Regions from separate parts of the Mus musculus genome. Here regions 2 and 3 are each linked to region 1. Evidence: chromatin contacts called from public Hi-C data. All regions are on one chromosome and are shown on one strand. Each heading gives the region's core, a stretch centred on a gene start, on an enhancer-like site or on the middle of the called end of the contact. The rest is flanking DNA. Distances are from core to core; before and after follow the strand shown.

Region 1 (3,338 bases), core at 591-3,090:
GAACTCCAGTATGAGAAAGATTGGATGAACTAGAGAGATAGGTTGTAGAAAGAGGTGGAGAGGGAAGCTTTCACTCTCTGTTGTGGGATATCTTATAGGGGATGCTAGCCATTCTGGTCTTACCTGCAGTGGTGGATTAGTGAATCACTTTAAGGAAGAGAGTGACTGGATTCAACTAAAAATATATGTCAGCTACCTGTAGACAGAACGTTGGTAGCACATGAGGGACACCATGAGGAGACTAGTCACAAATATGATATGGTAGATGATGCCAGAGTCTCCTCAGTGGGGCAGGGACCAGTGCGGAGATGAGGACACATGAATAGTGAAGTCTTGCTTGACTTAAGTGGCTCACTTAGGCTCCTTGCTACTTCTGTCTCATCTTCTGTCTAGATTGTCAGATTTCCTGCTGTCACCTCTGTAGTTTGCACAGAGTTAATGTCAATCTCTGCTGGACTCACTCCGTAATGAACTCTCACTGTCTTTTACCAGTTGCTCCTGATACTTCTTCAAAATCTTGACTTGGGCTATTCAGTATTTACTCTCTCTCTCTCACTCACTCTTGCTTTCTCCCTCTCTTTCTCCTCCCCCTCTCCTTGCACCCTAACCCTTCATTCATTTTTTTCCCAGCTATATCCTTTTTTTTCTAGATGTTTCTAAAATCTCTCTAAAGAGACATACACAAGGCCATCTTCAACAAAAGAATCTTTCCCCTCATACAAAGTATTTTCTTTCCTATCTGTTAACTACAAGGGCTCCACAGTTCTTTTTCATTCTAGAGAATTGTAGCAATCATTTGCTTGCTCCCGTGCTGATACATTCATCTCTGATGTTCTCTGTATCCCACAGCCCTGATCTTTGCAAACTGTGCTTGCCAGGTTTCCTGGACAAATGGCTCTCGTCTACTTTAGCCCAACAGGAGGCATAGGGAGAGCCTACAAAGTGTAAGGATAAAACAGTGGCGATAACCTGGTGGTTCTTTAGCGTGCTCACGTGGGAGAATGTTTTCATCCTGCTGAAATATCCATGTATGCCCTGTCCTCCCAAATCTGCTATCTCCTATTCAGTCAGTGTAACTGGGGCACCTCATCCTAGCTCTCAGTGTAGGAAGGCGATGCTTTCCTGCAAACACGGAAATGTCCTTCCCATATCTTTTCTACCTGCTGATTGTTTACCTCAGCTCAGCACCCAATCCTTAGTTCTTAGAAAATTTATTTTTCTAATACACAGAGATATTGTTTCCCATATTAAAATGCTCCCTAGGTTTCTTCCTGAGACTCAGTCTCTAGGACCCTCTCTCGGTGTGAACTCCAGTTTCCTGTATGGTTTTCTGCTTCTGAGCTTTCTCCAAAGCATTCCTCCCCTCCAGTAGGCCCCAGGCAGCAGAAACCATGGCAACATCATCACTGTATCCCCCTCTGTGTGCTTCCAGCCCTGCAGCTGATACTGACTCCTGCAAATCTTTGGCGTGCCTTTTCCTCTGAGGCCAGTAAGTTCTTGCAACACCATTGCAGTTACATTCCCCAGCCAAATTCCTCTGTGAAACTTTCTGGCATGCATTCTGTTTCCTTGAGTAGACTAACTTGCAGAGATACAGTATTTAAAAAAAAAAACCCAAAGTGTTTTTAGAATCTAAACAACTTTAAAAATAATACAAAGCCGGCACAGTGGTGTACACCTTTAATTCCAACACTCAGGAGTCAGAGGCAGGTATATCTTTCTGAGTTCAAGGCCAGAGTGGTTTACATAGTGAGTTCGAGGATAGCTAGGGCTACACAGAGAGACCTTGTCTCACCTCCTCTCCACCCCTTCCCCTCCTGTTCCCAGTTTTGCCAGGGGTCATGTGGTTGAGCAACTAAGTACATTTCTGCGAATCAATCTTTTCTTTTGTAATCTGCGGCTGTTATCTTAGGAGTAAACGTTTGAGAGTTAACCACGATAGAGGGTAGGGCACTGTTTGGTAAAGCTCCGAGAATTAACTATGATAAGGACACTTGAGAATGTTAGGATAGTATGGGAATTAAGTAATAATAGGAGAGTGCTTTGAAAAGCTTTGAGTAGACACAGGTTGAACTTTTACTAGCACATCCTTTATCTTCTTGTGAATGGTAAATATATTATCCATTTCACTTGGGCACAGATCACACCCTGCATTTCTTACTATAATCTCCCTTTTAGCTGCATACAATTGTTGCTTACTGCCTGGTAATTAACAAATATGGCATTGTATGTCTAGGAAAAGAACAAGTCTATCTCTCCAATATTGTACCATCTCCACGATTTCAAACATTTTCCAAAGAAAAGAATTTAATCTGCTAGCTTCACATAGTAGGTCTGATATTCTGAAACATCAAACATCCCATGGAAGACGCTCAACAACTTTTGTAACTCAAGAACACAGCACGGGAAGAGGAGCAAAACAATTTGAACGATTGGAAATGTGTCTTTGTGGTTACTTCTGAAAGATATTATTGATTTGTTGTTTGATTTAAGATGATAAAAATGCAGGATGTAGTTCTTGAATTCCTCATGGGAAGATGTTCGGGTTCCAAGGAAGCTCTTCAGGGTTGTTATATCTTCCATGCCTCCATCATTTCGCCAATCCTTGCTAATTCAGTGGTTCTCAACCTTCCTGATGCTATGACACACGGTTCCTCATGTTGAGGTGACCTCCAACCATACAATTATTTGGACTGATACTTCATAATGGTACTTTTGCTGGTGTTACAAACCATAATGTAAATATTTGTGTTTTCTGATGGTCTTCGGTGACCTCCGTAAAAGGATTGTTCAATCCCCAAAGGTGGATTCATGGCCCACAAGTTGAGAACCGCTGTTGGACTCAGAAACTGAAAAACAAAACAAAACAAAACAAAAACAAAAACAACAACAAAAAAAAAAACAAGCAGAGATAGAAGTCAAGAACTCTGGGAGTTGAGGCAGAGGGCATACATTTTAAAGAACCCAACCTCAAGCATTTTCAAACACAGTAATAGAACATGGAAAGGACACTGATTTAGCATCATGAAGTAATGCATTTGGCAGGAAGGAATGAAGGTGGGAAGGTGCAGTGTGGTGGGTGGAGAGGAATGCCTGGGGTGATGTGTTCTCACACCAGGGGAAGCCACCAGCTGCTGACCCTGGCACGAGGAACTATTCATTCACACAGGAGCCACGGTCTCATGTATTGTTCATAATTAAAACCAGCAGCATATGAACCCCATCATGGTTTTCGCTCTGCTTGCTGTGTCTGTCTGCAGGAGTTCGTGCTGAGCAGCTCATCGAGGAACTGCTTTGATCAGAATCCTGGCATGATAGAACCAACAGACACATTGCAA
Region 2 (3,695 bases), core at 1,103-3,602, 220 kb before region 1:
CTGCCAAAGCAAGCACATTCGCTCCCACTGAGGCCAGATGAGGCAACCCTGTTGGGGAACAGATACCACAGTCAGGTTACAGCTTTAGGGACAGCCTCGCCTCCAGTTGTTGGGGGAGGGGCTACATGGAGACTGAGCTGCACAAATGTTACATATACCCCAGGGGCCTTTGGCATTGTTTCAGGATTGGTGAGATCTATCACCATCATTTAGATTCAGTCCAGCCTTTGGACAGTAACATTGCAGGTGTATTTGATCTGATATCTATTTTAACTAATTTGCACAATATTGAAAACTGGATTCTTAGGGGACAATCTTAAATATGTATCATGGTGGCGTGGCGTCATCAGTAGTTTTGGGATTCACACTAGGAGTGTTTTGTTTGTTTGTTTGTTTGCTTGACACAGTCCTATATATAGTCCTGGCTGATCTGGAACTCAGCATACAGAGCAGGCTGGTTTCAAACTCACAGAGATCTGCCTGTTTTTGTCACCCAAATGCTGGGACTAAAGGCACGTACCACCATTCCCAGTCAACAGGAGCTTTTCAAGAAGAGCTATGGTTAGTATCATTTGAACTGGCAGGTCCCCCCCGCCCCCTTTTCTGCCAAGCAGTTGATATTTAAAGTATTTAGCTTGGGGATGGCTCTTTTACAATGGTGGGCGTCGTTCTTTCAACCCCTCCACCGCAGCTGACGGAGAAGCAGAAAGGGAAATGCAGCAGGTTTCCGTGAAGGTTTGGGATGGCATTAGTTTTGAAATAAGCCATTCTTCATCATGAGATTATATGCTTTCTGACTTCTTAATGACAACATTTTCAGTGGGATATGAAACCTCAGAGGCCGGGGACTGGCCGGGTTAGTACATTCCTTCTCATTCCCAGTGCCATGCTATTAAGAGCAGTTAGCTGCATGCGTCCAAGCACATCTGACTCAAGGAGATTCCTAGAGGGAATAACACTGAGAAACAACACGGCTTGGAAACAATCCGAGTGCCATTGTATCCGTGAACACACAGCACAACAGAACACACATTTGTGTCCCACCCCCCAGCCCCTTCCCCACTTCCATATTGTTTTTGACATTGCAAACATCACATTTGCTTCTTGTTATTTTTTGTTGTTGCACCAAAGTAATTTTATACTCTCCCTGAGTTTTCTCCTCTGAACTCAGGAGATTCACTTTTAGTGCAACGTATTAATCAACTGGCATTATCTAACTTCCTCCTCCTCCTCCTCCTCCTCCTCCTCCTCCTCCTCCTCCTCCTCCTCCTCCTCCTCCTCCTCCTCCTCCTCCTCCTCCTCCTCCTCTTCTTCTTCTTCTTCTTCTTCTTCTTCTTCTTCTTCTTCTTCTTCTTCTTCTTCTTCTTCTTCTTCTTCTTCTTCTTCTTCTTCCTTTTCCTTCTCTCAGGTCAGTGTGTTAAAATTCCAGGAGGCGAGGGACAGATTACCCCACTCAGATTTGGGATCATTTAGCAGAACACTCACTTGTTTTCTCTCATTAAGCTTTCCGGTCATTGTCCAAGATTTAAAGGACTAAAGCTTTCTCAAGAAAAAGGGGCGGGTAGTTCACATAAAAAATGTATACTCTATTAATCACTAACCAATTTCAGATACTAATTAAGATGAGGAATATTTAGCTTACAAGATCCCCTGTATATAGAAACAACTAAGACCTTAAACCAATTTAATTTATTTGTATTTTTGTTTGACTTCTAAAATGATGTAGATATTTTGATAAAAAGTCTAAAATCCTGAAGCCCAAACACTAGAAAGAAAGGCTCTGCATTAGCAACCTCACCATCTTTTTGCCTTCTAAGCTGTGAGTTTATTCAGATAGAAAATGTTTGAATAGGCACCAAAGACTCCTGGCTGGTAATGGAATGGTGAAGCCTTGAGTAAGAGTAGCTAAGAGTCACATAACCTGAAACTCAGCCACATAATGACAGTGCTACTCAAAGAAGAGAAAGAAAGGAAGGCACCTGTTTTGCCTTGAGGAAAGTGTGTTGACTTGTGACACACTTTTGCTAACAAAAGAAGTGGGGGTGGGAGTGGGGGGGGTGGCGAAAAAGAGATGAGAGAAATTCCTGAGCCTTCCATCTGAAGAGAACGCAATCTCGTTAATGGAAGCGCAAGACTATGCTTCAGGATTTGGCCGACAGACAGAAACAGCCCGGTTTTGAGTTTTGCCAAGAAAAGGATAGCGTGCCTCATTACAAGGGCTTTTTGCTCAGGTTTGGGAAATTGGACTTGACAGGTGAACCCCATTAAAAGAAACGACTCTAAGGCTCCGTCCGTAGCGGCACTGAGCAATCCCTGTCCTGCTCAGCCGCAGCGCAGACATCCAAGAATAGAGCTTGCTCTCAGCCGGAACCACCCACTTCAGCACTGAAGTCTGACTAGTATGCAAATTCCCCAGAGGGTATTTAAAAAAAAAATTTTTTTTTTAAAGCTAAGAATAATAGAGACTGTATTTTGCTTGCTATCTATTCAGCCGCCTTTGCTTCCAGGAGCTGAAGTTGCCTTGGTATTCAGAGCAAATTCTAGCTTTTCAAAATAAATACACACACACACACACACACACACACACACACACACACACACACACACAATATACCAGCAAGAAGATGAACTACTAGAATACATATAAGGAGAGTCGCTTACATTTCTGAGGCTAGTTGGAATTTTGGTATAACAAATTTACCTTTTATTTGTTGCTTACTGTTCTCTCTACATTGTCTTGAAGGTTTTACTTTCTGTTGATTAATCATGTTCCATTTACTCCCTGGTTGTCTGCTCCAGGGCTCCATGCTTACATTGGACTAGGACGATAAACAATTACAAACCCCTTGAATGTACCATTCTTTATACATTCCTTTATTTTTATTTCATGTACATGGTTGTCACGCCTGCACTTACACTTGTACCCATGGTATCCAAAAGAGGAGTCGAATCTCTTGGAACTGGAGTTGTGAGCGGTCACATGGGTGCGGGGAATTGACCCTAGGTTATCTGCAAAAGCAGGAAGTGTTTTTCACCATACAGCCATTTCTCCAACCCCAGATGTGTCATCTGAAATACAATTCAAGTGTGCCATTCCTCTGGCTTGGTGGAGCTTTGTACTTTGTTTGTTCTGGACGTTCCTAGGCACTAAACTGTTTTGTCCACTTTCCTTCTCCTAGCTGAATCCATCTGTAAGGATAATGGGCAGATTAATAGAGGATTATTCAGAATGTAAGGCAATTCAAAATGGTTCCCACACAGGAATGCTTTTCAAAAAAGATTCTAGAAGGTTCTACCACAAGCTGTTTCCAGAAGGAGGAGAAGTGGTTCTTAAATGGCATTCCATTCGGTTACAAATGGAATCTTTGTCTGGCTGGGCTTAGAGGCTTACATTTCTTATCCCAAAATTTAGGAGGCAGGATCTCTAAGTGCCAGGCAAGAGGGACTACAGCGTGAATTCCAGGCTAGGACGACAGTGTGAGACCCTTGGGGGGGTGGGGAGGGCGGGGATCTCTGACATATTAAAATGAAGAAATCCATCTCGTTCCCGAGCGGTAGTCCTGATTCTTCAGTTCTTATGGAAGGCAAGAAGTGGGGTCAAAGCTGGATGAAAAACCCTTATCTGGAGTTCAGAGATGTACAGCATGATATTCACAAGATTCATAATCGACCTGAGCTTAGTGTTACTGGTCTAA
Region 3 (3,316 bases), core at 31-2,530, 260 kb before region 1:
GCTGTCAGGAGTGTCCTTAAATGTCCCTTCTTCCCTGAGAGGGTGCCCCCCACCCCCGCCCGGGTATCCCCTTGGTCTCAGTGGGAGAGGATGCGCCTAATTCTGTGGAGACTTGATGTGCCAACCTTCAAAATTTTAAGGAAAGCTCCCAGTAGTTTGGAAGGTCTCGCAAGTCTTTCTTCTTAGAAGAGTTGTTACTGTATCTAGGAAATGGATGGCATTTGTTCTTTGTTCTAGACAAAGGTTTACTGGCTGGGGTGAGTCAGAGCCTGTGGCAAGGACTCTGACCTGTTAGGATGGAGGGCATCTATACAAGGAACACATTTTATTTGGATAAACTCTGACTTGAACACTTCACTGTAAGTTTCAAGACTAGTGTTGACATCAGATTATTTCCCCATAAATGTTCTCCATAAGAAGTGTACTTCTGTGTCTAGACAGATGTGGGTACGATTTCTGCCCTAAAGTGGAGGTTTCATTAGACTTCTAAATAGTTTCAGATTATACTCTTAGCTACAGGATTTTTTTTTTTTTAAGTTTCTCATCAAACTTGTAAGATGTTAGCAAGCCAGCTCTCACTGCGGTAGTCCAGCCTTCACCTTATGCTCTGCCATTTTTTGTTTTGTTTTGTTTTGTTTTTTTATTTCCTGTCACTTCGTCTGGATGATTGATGGACTTGCAGGGAAACTCCTGAAGGTGAAACCCTATCTTCCCGAGTTTTGCTTCCCTAGAACTTCAATAGTGCATGGCCCAGTGTAGTTGTTGGATGTGAACTGACACATTCACCTTTGAGACAATTTTGTTTTCTTGTCTGAAGAAAAGGAAAACCAATTTATTATTATTTTTTTATTTATACTGGTGGGGCACGGACAGGTGTTTGTTTCCAGACTGATAAGTGGAAATTAGGGCTAAATAGTCACATGGCTAGTATGTCCTGAGAGCACGTCTTAAAAGCTAAGCTTTTATGTCATTATGGGCTAAACAAACAACAAACAAGAAAAGAGAAGCAGGTTAGCAATAGGAATGAAAGATTCATCTAATGACTCTCATATTTGAGACTCTCTGATAGTTCAAATGTAGTGAGTACAACCTCATCCTTTTTCTTACTAGGCCATCTTGATTGAAATAAACCACAGTTCTTTGTCTCAAGAGAATCTGCTTGTGCTACTGTGTAATTCTTCTGGAATTTAAAAAAGCTGGAATGTTTCAGTATACCTTGCATCCTCCCTAATGGGATCTTCCAGCCCACAGTGTGGTCATCCACCAAGAATTCCTTGTGGAGATGGAATGAGGAAAACTGATGAACGCGTCTAGCTTGGGCAGAGAACTCCCTCTGAGGTCACTGGGATACTTTTCTGAACCAAGGCACAGACTGAGGGTCTGTTCTTAGCAAGGATGATTTAGAGATTTCCACTCTTAGAAGGGAGGCTGCCCAAGTTTACAGCTGGAGACTCTAGACATGAGGGCCTGTGGCCTGGTTCTTCTGTGTGACTGTCTCCTGACAGGGAATGTTTATAGTTTAGTGTCCCTAAGCCATATTGAGACAGAAAACACATGGGCGTTCCTTAACTCTGGAGATTTCTCCCTTGAGTATTCTTCTATGAGTGATCTAATGGCCTGTCAGTTGGCAGCCCCCATGACACCTCACGTGTGTTTCGACTCAAGGCGGTTTTTTTTTTTTTTTTTTTTTTTTTTTTTGCGAACAATGCCTGCCCATTGTCTTGGCGCCTTTTTGGGGGTGTGAGGGTAGGGAGTAGTCTATCTTAGTTGTTTTCCTTTTTCAGAGTGGCACCGAGTTTTCTTTAAATCTCACAGTCCCTTGGTTCTCCCCACTGTCGCCAAGCTCTCCTGCAGGTAAAAGTGGTCTCTGTTTCTACCCCAGCTCATCTTTATGGCTGGCTCTCTTGAGTTTTTATTTCATCAAAATAAAACTTCAAAGAATCGGAAGACCCTCGGGCCTCCCTCCCTCTCTCTTTCAACTAACACCTACCGATGTTTATCTTGGCAATAATTGGATGCCTATTTGATGAAACCTGTAGTTAAGTGTGTTAATAGGGACTCAGCTCAGCTTTAGGACAAGGCTTTTAATAGTCTGTTTTGAAACTTACACTCAGAAGCCCCATGGAACCCAGGAGAGCTGGCTGTTTATCAAAAATGTTTGTCTGGCCCCCAAGTCCCTTCAGTGGAATATCAAAAGTTTTGCTAGAGTTGGTTGCAATCTGAGATCAAGACTTTCTTCCCCCTCGTTCCTGCCATCTATTCTAGGGTGTCCTCCTCCTCCTCAGCACTGTGACCTGGACGTAATTTCTGATAAATATGTAAGGTGTGTAACTGCTACAGTGTGACTCCTTGTGAATTATGTTTAATTACTGATAGGACTTCATGAGTTTTCATAGACGGTGCAGAATTCTTTCCATGCCTACTTTCTGTTTAACCTTGCTTATCTCCAGCAATGCTGCCTTGTCTTTCCAAATAGGGACTTCCCAGCTCAATAATGAATGTGTAAGGCAGAAGAAAATTGGTCGAGCACTCATTCTAAGCCCCGTAAGGCTACTTAGCTTTCTTCACCTGGCAGGATGTATGACTGAAGAGTAAGTCCACAAAACTCTTCCTTATCTGAATAGTCAATCAACACATGTCTAAATATTACCTACCACCTCCAGCACTTTCTGAATGAAGGTATGGCATAGGAGGAAAGTCCTCTCATTTACTGTAGGAAATAGTTTGTAAGGTCAACAAATTGAGGGCATGTTTAAAGTATTTATGTATGTATGTATTTTATTTTATTTTATTTTATTTTATTTGTTTGTTTGTTTGTTTGTTTATTTAGAGACAGTGTCTCACTCTGTAGCCCTAGCTAGCCTGGAAGTCATTATGTAGACCAGCCTACCTTGGAACTCACCGAAATCCTCCTGCCTCTGCCTCCAGAGTAGTGGGAATTAAAGGTGTACACTTCATGCTCTGAAATGGTCACTATTAGTCCAGGCAGCAAAGGCTCTGGGTCTCATGGTAGTCATGGATCCCGTGCTCAGTACGTGCTGCAAAAATGACTTTGGGACTTGTACAAAGGTTTCTAGGTGTTTTTGTTTTGTTTTGTTTTGTTTTGTTTTGTTTTGTTTTTTGAGACAGGGTTTCTCTGTATAGCCCTGGCTGTCCTGGAACTCACTCGATAGACCAGGCTGGCCTTGAACTCAGAAATCCACCTTCCTCTGCCTCCCAAGTGCTGGGATTAAAGGTGTGCGCCACCACACCCAGCAGGTTTCTAGTATTACATTTCACTTCTGTTCTCCTTTGCCTGAGAGTAGAAGTGAGGCTG

The links. Hi-C and Micro-C count contacts between places; a contact is called where the count stands out from the background.
Region 2: a contact with region 1 is called in a Hi-C map of adipose-derived mesenchymal stem cells, with 2.0 times the contacts expected there. The contact joins two enhancer-like sites. A contact is called at or near these places in 4 of 39 promoter capture datasets (the 3T3-L1 cell line, the HPC-7 cell line, cranial neural crest and 1 more), 5 of 484 Hi-C or Micro-C datasets (adipose-derived mesenchymal stem cells, bone marrow-derived macrophages, cerebral cortex and 2 more), 1 of 115 datasets of contacts at active chromatin or transcription factors (microglia) and 2 of 9 other capture datasets (bone marrow-derived macrophages and embryonic stem cells).
Region 3: a contact with region 1 is called in a Hi-C map of adipose-derived mesenchymal stem cells, with 2.8 times the contacts expected there. The contact joins two enhancer-like sites. A contact is called at or near these places in 9 of 39 promoter capture datasets (the 3T3-L1 cell line, 3T3-L1-derived adipocytes, the HPC-7 cell line and 4 more), 10 of 484 Hi-C or Micro-C datasets (the AML12 cell line, adipose-derived mesenchymal stem cells, beige adipocytes and 6 more) and 3 of 115 datasets of contacts at active chromatin or transcription factors (bone marrow-derived macrophages, embryonic forebrain and trophoblast stem cells).

Annotation. Positions count from the first base shown.
Region 1 is chr15:25,139,098-25,142,435 of GRCm38.p6, reverse strand. The region is part of intron 2 of Gm35996 (a long non-coding RNA gene); the gene reads left to right. Among named protein-coding and RNA genes, the nearest start is that of Gm35996, 39 kb to the left of the region's middle. Within about 2 kb of position 1,840, at least 19 of the 459 cell types and tissues checked have an H3K27ac peak or open chromatin away from gene starts, as enhancers often do. A contact at or near this core is called in adipose-derived mesenchymal stem cells, where this site is marked.
Region 2 is chr15:25,357,443-25,361,137 of GRCm38.p6, reverse strand. No RefSeq gene overlaps it. Among named protein-coding and RNA genes, the nearest start is that of Gm36555, 27 kb to the right of the region's middle. Within about 2 kb of position 2,352, at least 53 of the 459 cell types and tissues checked have an H3K27ac peak or open chromatin away from gene starts, as enhancers often do. A contact at or near this core is called in adipose-derived mesenchymal stem cells, where this site is marked.
Region 3 is chr15:25,394,410-25,397,725 of GRCm38.p6, reverse strand. The region is part of intron 1 of Basp1 (brain abundant, membrane attached signal protein 1); the gene reads left to right. Among named protein-coding and RNA genes, the nearest start is that of Basp1, 18 kb to the left of the region's middle. Within about 2 kb of position 1,280, at least 59 of the 459 cell types and tissues checked have an H3K27ac peak or open chromatin away from gene starts, as enhancers often do. A contact at or near this core is called in adipose-derived mesenchymal stem cells, where this site is marked.